Regions from separate parts of the Gossypium hirsutum genome. Here region 1 is linked to region 2. Evidence: chromatin contacts called from public Hi-C data. All regions are on one chromosome and are shown on one strand. Each heading gives the region's core, a stretch centred on a gene start, on an enhancer-like site or on the middle of the called end of the contact. The rest is flanking DNA. Distances are from core to core; before and after follow the strand shown.

Region 1 (3,995 bases), core at 1,175-3,674, 300 kb after region 2:
AGGAGAGAGACAAATGGGTCATTTTGAAATCTAACCAAAGAGCAACAATATCTCTGCAGAGAAGCAAGGAGGAGATATGATGGGAAAAAGCCTCATATTTTCTTTTAAGAAATTTAAATAATAATATGTGCAGAAATATGTTGGGTTTGAGTTAGCTACTAACAAAGTACGTTTTAGATAATTTTTAAAATTTGTACAAATATAAAATATATTAATATCCCATAATAATTTGATTCGAATCCAATTTAATCTAATCCATGAACACTTCTAAATACAATATTAAAGTGGGATTTCCACGAAACTTTTTTTTTAAACAAAGTGGAGTCACCCCACGCTTAACAATGCTCTCATCTCCCACAACAGAAACACATTTTTATTGGGGTTGGGGACCCATAAATCCCCCTCTTATTGCAATTACATAGGGTCCCCATTTGTCCCTCATTCTTCTTCTCTGGTAGGCTTTAGTCAGTTGGATATGGCACTCCCACTTAGCCATAATCCCACACTCACAGAAAAAGGTCTAATTCTAGTTTAGCCCCTCTACTATATTGAAATTTAGGCTCTCTTTACTTTTATAATGGGTCAACATATGTTATTCTCTATACTTTAGTAAAATCTGAGATTAGTTCTATACTTAGAAAGGTAAATTTTATTTTATTTTTTACCTTTTTTGTTCAAAAATTCTAGTCAAATAAATGACATCGATAATATTTGGTCATCAGATTTTACTTGTTGTAATGTATGTTTATTGAATTCATAACGGTTTGTGTATGAAGTTAATTTGATTGCGTGGGTGTATTGATAGTAAATTTTGACTAAAAATTTAATAATATTGATTTGTGGTTTCTAAATAGAACAAAAAAGATGATTTAAATTTTTTATTTTTTAAATATATGGACTAAATTTCAAACTTCATTAAAATATAGAGATTGATGCATATTTAACTTTTATAAATTTATTAGTAGACCCAAACTGATAACTACCCTCTAATAGTTGACTTCTAAACCTTTCGAGGGCTTGTAGCTACTCTCTCCCAATAATGTTATTTTAACATTTAAACTTAAATTTACTCTTTGGAAATACAATATGTTTTATCATTCTGTCCAATACTTTTTGATAATAACAATGTAAATGGTATTAACAAAATTCATGAAAAACTACCATTACTTTATTTGGAACAATTAATAAAATTATCAAAATATGTATCTAACAATAACATTGTTAGAGTTGTGTGACCCGAATCCTTGTTAAAATAAAAGATAATGGCAAAATTAGGGGATCTTGTTAAAATAACAGTAACATTACTCGGACTATGTTGCATGAGTAGAATCCGTATAAAACTGCACTTCTTTTATTTGGCACTGATTAGAATAAGGTTTTTCAACCTTTAAATAGATGTAATCGAACTCTTCCTGTATTATTCAATTTTCAACATTAGTGAATTTTTTTCTCCTCTACTCGTGATATTTTCTCGAAAGGATTTCCATGTAAAATCTGTGTGTTTTATTTTTCTTTCTTATCGTTTTGCGATATTTTATATTGTTATTATCGATGTTTAGTTTTAACAAACATCATAAAAAAAATAAAAGAATCAAACTGTATCAAATTAAAGAGATTAAATTGTAAATTTCAACATAAACAAAAGGGACTAAAATCAAAATTAGACCCCAAAAATCCCCTCATGGTTTGAGTATTGTGCTGGTGAATGAGGAAAAGGACAAAAGGTTGGCTAAAAAGGGAAAACATTTAATCCAAAAATACACAAAGTGTCACTACTTTTTAACTCGCTTAGTGGACCCCCTTCCAAAAAGAAAAACCTTTCTTAGTGGACCCCATCATTTCCCTAACCAAAAAATAAAAACACAGTGCCACATGTACTTTTATCCACGTGTCAGTATCGTGGAAGACCACATGTACAATATGGGGCCCACAATAACCCACGCGGACATATATTCCCGGTTTTCATCCTTTTTCATTGTATCCGCCAAACCTATAGGGGGTAGATAATATCATATGCATGCGCATGCTTTTCCTTTCAAAATTCTAGAATGACAGTCAATCTCTGGGAAATTTCACCCAATCTAACTTTAGATGCCAACACATGGCCGTGGAGGCCTCCAAAAAAGGAGAAAAAATAATATCTCTTGGTATTTTCATTATACTGCCAATGCCAGCTTAGAACATCACTAGGAAACAACCTTTGGTGGGTTGTCACCATTGATGAGGTTACCATTTTCATGAACCAATGTAGTACCATGATAATTGGCGTGAGGAACAGAAAATCCGTGGGACTGTCTGTGACAGAATCATTGCCCGTGTTAGCCAAAACCCATAATTATCTACAAGATTATATCTTTCTTTTAAAAAAAATAAAAAATTCTTGGGTTTCTAGTGTGTTAAAAGTGCTATAAAAAGCACGTAGCCCTGGTGTTACCATCCTCACACTTTGCCACCTCTTGCTCAATCTTCTGTTTATCTTATCTTGTTTTGTTTCAAGTTTTTCTCTTTTGTTTTTAGGTTATTCGATAATGGGTGAGGCTGTTGAGATCTTTTATCCAAATGGTTTCTCTAAAATCTGTAATGCAACAACAAAGAACCAACCACCTGTTGATAAGAGTCGCCAGTTTGATTCTTGGTATGAAGAGGAAATTGATGAGGATCTCAAATGGTCCTTCGCTTTGAAAAGGTTTCACCCTAATCTTTCTTCATTATATGCACATTACTCAAAACATGATAAAAGCAAACAACTTTGGGTTTTTCTTTAACTCATAATTCAGTATCTTAAACCAACTCTCATCTCTTTGTATCTCTCTTAACAGTGTACTGTATAAAGGTTCTAGTGAGTATCAAGATATTGCCCTTTTGGACACTAAACGTTTTGGCAAGGTATACCTATAGGCATTCATTGTTTCGTTTCATCCTTTTTTCAAGTTTTCTAATCTCCGATTGTTTGAATAATTGCATATGTAGGTATTGGTGATTGATGGGAAAATGCAAAGTGCCGAAGTTGATGAATTTATTTACCATGAATGCTTAATTCATCCAGCTCTTTTGTTCCACTCGAAGTGAGTCCTTTTTATTATTATTATTTTTGGTGGCTAGTCAATGTCTCTATGAGTACTCCATTTCCATTTATCTGTAAAGTAGTAACATATATTGTTCTTACCAATTTTGCAGCCCCAAAACTGTGTTTATAATGGGGGGAGGGGAAGGGTCTGCAGCAAGGGAAGCACTCAGGCATAAATTTATTGATGAAGTTGTAATGTGTGATATTGATGAGGTGAAATTCTTGGTCTCCTTTTTTTTAATATATATTTCCATTTACTTTTTCTTTTTAGTGTTTGGAGGGCACCACTGATAATTTAACAACTGCAGGAAGTGGTCAATTTCTGCCGCAGATACCTGACTGTGAACCGTGATGCATTTTGCAACAAAAAGCTTAACCTTGTTATCAATGATGCCAAGTAAGTATACTGAGCTTATTTGATGTCCATTTGCTTCAAAGGAATTTGAGCTAATTACTATATACTTGTGTATGAATATTAAGGGCTGAACTGGAGAAGAGGACTGAGAAATTTGATATCATAGTTGGAGATTTAGCAGATCCTGTTGAAGGGGGCCTTGCTATCAACTTTATACAAAATCATTTTATGAGAAAATTCTTAAGCCCAAACTCAATGAAAATGGCATTTTTGTCACTCAGGTTGGTATCCCCCCCCCCCCGCCCCTTTTTCTTCTTGTGTAGGATATATATACATGTAAGTCATAAACATAAGAATAAAAAACTAGAGATAAATTTCTATTCTATAGGCTGGCCCAGCTGGAATATTCACTCACAAGGAGGTCTTTTCCTCTATATACCACACAATCAGGCAGGTTTTCAAGTGTAAGTTCCTCAACCAACTCTTAAGATTCTATACAATAGATTGAATAATAAAAAATAAATCATGGTTTTTTTTTTCTTATGTAGATGTGTTGGCATACACAGCTCATGT
Region 2 (3,735 bases), core at 251-2,750:
ACCCTATCTCCCTCCACCCCCAACACTGTTCAAAACATACCATTTTGATAAATAATGATTGGCATATCATTTAGGTATTTAAATATTAATTATGTATTACATGCGTAAAAAAACCTTTTTTCTATTTTTTTTATTTTTAAATTTTAAAATGTTTTTTATTAACGTGTCTAAACAATTTTGATAATTAAGCTGAATTATTATAAATTAACAGTTGCTTACTGATTAGGAAACATGTGGGTCCCAATAATTCCAATCAATGATAAAGAAAGACTTGGAAAAGATCCGACAGTTGACAATGCTTGACTTTTTTCTTATGACTCCTAAATTACATATAACCTCCACAAATTCTAAAATTTTAAATTGGAGTATATTACACGTGTATTGAAACCTACATCTTTTACATTGTTGTAACAACAATAATATCAATTGAATTATAAGACTACTCTTAATCTATCTGAACGATTGACAATCCCGTTCCAAATATGTAAAATAAGATGTTATCAAGATAGCCAATATATGGCACATTTATTTTTTCTATTAGAATTGGAATTGATATAAATAGATATAAGTATGTTGTGATGTATCGTTTCAGATTTATTAACATTTTTAAAATATATATTTATAGATTTCAAATAAATGAAAATAAAATATTCATTACTAAATTTCACAAATAAAAATCAATCATTTAACAATTCAAAAAAAAGCATTAAACAATAAAATTTTTCACAATAAAATCATCCTATACTAAATATAAAGTTGAAGTGAAGCTTTGAGAAAATTTTCATTTCATTTCTTTTCTTTTTCCCTATATACAAGTTGTTTACTTATTTTTATGTTGTTTAAAAGTTAAAGTCAGTAAACTTTAATGGTTAAAATTAAAGCTTTTATTATTATTAGTATAAATGATAAATATATTTTTATATTATTTTTTATATTATTCATATATCATTTGATGCATAATGTTTCGATGGATGTGATCATAATTAGATAGAATAAATTGATAAAGTCGATACAAATTAAAATTTTTACTGCTGTGGAAAAAGAGAATTGATTGTTTCGATTTTCCATTAAAACAATGTACACCAAATGATATAGCAAAAACTGATGCATAAGCAACTATATTGATGGTTTAGGTTGTCATTAATTTTTTGTTCTCAAAATTACAGCTAATTAATTTGCTCAAACAAAAAATTAAAATTTCATCTATATATTTGTTTCAAATTAGAATTCATATTAAATTAAAATTTCATTTTCAAGGAGCGTTAAAAAAGAAAAAAAATTTAAGTTATAATAATTTCAATAAATTAATTATTATAAAAACTTAGATTAAATAATTAACTCAACTCTAATTAATTAATTAAAATAAATTCAAACATAACATAAAATTCAAAGTCCAAAACCTTGTATTAAAGCAAAGCATTTTTGTTAGTATGGTATTTAGAGGTGGAGATTTAAAGAATTTAGAAAATTGGGCCTAGCCCTTAATGTGGGCCTAAGCCAATGGGCTTAACCCCTTATACAAACAGTTTCTTCCAGGCCTCTCAAGTCTTCTGCTTCTGAACTAACTCATGTAGACCTCATCATGATCCAATTCGATTGGATTCATCAGCTCGAATTTCATTTCATTTAAATATACTTGAATCCGTTGAATACATTAGCTTTCAACTCTAACTTGTCCTTGTTCATCCAACCCTTACATGGTTAAAATGTTTCTTAATGTTTTATTTATATTGTTATAATATTTTCTAAATTTAAGATTTTCTAATCAAATATATAAAAAATGTATTTATAAAAGTAAAATATATGTAGAAATTCTTTTAAAATTAAGAGATTAAAAGTTAAAAATATGTAAAATAGTAACATTAAAAGAGAGATATTTTAGTAAATATATTGGAGTGAATTCTGTTTAAACTTGCTGGCTTCACCTTTGAAAATTTTAGTGAAACTTTTAGTTCCGTTTGATTTTAGTAAATAACAGTTGTTTTGTTTTTTTTTCTTGAAAAATAGGAAACATTGAAAATTTTATTTGTTTGAAAATTTTAAAAATAAATTTTGGGAAATGAAAAATGAAACTATTTGATACTTTTAATCTTTATTTTATGTAAAACTGAAAAGTTTAAATGAATTGAGTCTAGTTTTTAAACCTATATAAACATTAAAAAAAATTTCAATAGTATTAAATATCAAACTTGTTACCTTGGCTCAAATTCATATAACTGTGGGATTATTTCATTTTATTTCTCAATTTCTATTATAGGAAAATAAGCACCAAACAAGTTTTCATTATTGAAAACAAATTTTTTATTTACAAAATATGTTTTTAATTTTTAAAATAGAAAATAAATATTATTTTTAAAATAAAAAGAAAAAAAATGAACTTTTTATTTTAATGTTTTAAAAAATGGTTTTCATTTTATGTTTTTTTTTAAAAAATTTGAAAATACATTTTATAATAGAAAAAAATTTGTTTTCAATAATGGAAATATAAAATTACATTTTGCACATGTTTTCCATTATAGAAATATGATAAATAAAATTTTCCTAGATTTATATGGATTTGAACTAGGGTAAGAGATAATATTTTAAAATTATTGAAAACAAAAATGGCTTTGAATCAATGCCAATTCATTAATTAAATTTAAAGTTAAAAAATCTTGTTTTTATTATGAATGCTATTAAGTGGATGTTCACTATAATCAACTTTTCACCTTTCATATTCCTTAACTCTTCACATTTCATCTCCTTAAAACCCCTTTCCTATTTATGTATTAGATATATAGGAATTTACTAGTTGTGATTAGAGGTGTTCATGGGCCGGACCGGGCCCAGAAAAAAATTTCAGCCCGGGTCCTAGGCCTGGGCCCGGCTCGGCCCGAAATATGGGCCTAGAATTTTGCCCAGGCCCGGCCCGGGAAAAAATTTATAAGCCCGGGCCCGGCCCAACCCGGCCCTGCCCGTTTTTTAAATAAATACCAAAAATTTATTTTAAAAATTAAAATAAAAATTAAAAAAAGTATTTTAAAAATATTTTAAAATTTAAAAAATTATTTTAAAAAAATTTTAAAATTAAAAAAATTAAAAAAAGTATTTTAAAATTAAATAAAATAAAAAAATAAAAATATTTATTATTCGGGCCGGGCCGGCCGGGCCCGAGCCAAAAAAGTGGTGCCCGAGGCCCGGCCCGTTTTTTAATCGGGCCTCGTTTTTTTGCCCAATCTCATATTTTGGGCCTATATTTTTACCCAAACCCTCCCATATTTCGGGCGGGCCACCTCTAGTTGTGATGATGATGAAAAATAATAGAATGCAATAGAAATCCCCCTATTCTCATATATATCTTTTATCTATTATTCTTGTTTTATAATACGTTATCAACACGCACGCTTAAATTAATCTAAGAGTCTTGCGATCTTCATTAGTTTGGATCAAGGTATGTTCGCATCGTCAAAAGTTCCACTAACCCCGTAATTTGTTAAAACTTCTAACATAGCCAAATTACTTGTAATTTATTTTGTGACTAAATTATTGTAATCACCGGAGTATTGTTATGTTATGCTTGAAAGTTTGTTAAGAGACTACTTATGTTTATATTAAATTTGCATTGTAGTTGTATCATCAATGTTGAACCTTGCAAAACTTGAATTTGTGGCTTTTGATATTATTGGAAAGAATTATTTATCTTGGATGTTAGATGCTAAAATACACTTAAATGCAAACAGCTTTGGTGAAACTATT

What was found. Hi-C and Micro-C count contacts between places; a contact is called where the count stands out from the background.
Region 1: a contact with region 2 is called in a Hi-C map of leaf, with 4 times the contacts expected there. The contact joins the promoter of LOC107901009 here to the enhancer-like site in region 2. A contact is called at or near these places in 4 of 34 Hi-C or Micro-C datasets (hypocotyl and leaf).

The regions. Positions count from the first base shown.
Region 1 is chrD06:17,703,590-17,707,584 of Gossypium_hirsutum_v2.1, forward strand. LOC107901009 (thermospermine synthase ACAULIS5) reads left to right here and starts at 2,425. Exons shown (of 11, transcript XM_016826827.2): 1 at 2,425-2,686; 2 at 2,820-2,886; 3 at 2,971-3,065; 4 at 3,178-3,280; 5 at 3,376-3,464; 6 at 3,548-3,612; 7 at 3,615-3,703; 8 at 3,811-3,886; 9 at 3,971-3,995. The coding sequence starts at 2,529.
Region 2 is chrD06:17,402,886-17,406,620 of Gossypium_hirsutum_v2.1, forward strand. No RefSeq gene overlaps it. Among protein-coding and RNA genes, the nearest start is that of LOC107962826, 25 kb to the right of the region's middle. Within about 2 kb of position 1,501, at least 1 of the 9 cell types and tissues checked has an H3K27ac peak or open chromatin away from gene starts, as enhancers often do. A contact at or near this core is called in leaf, where this site is marked.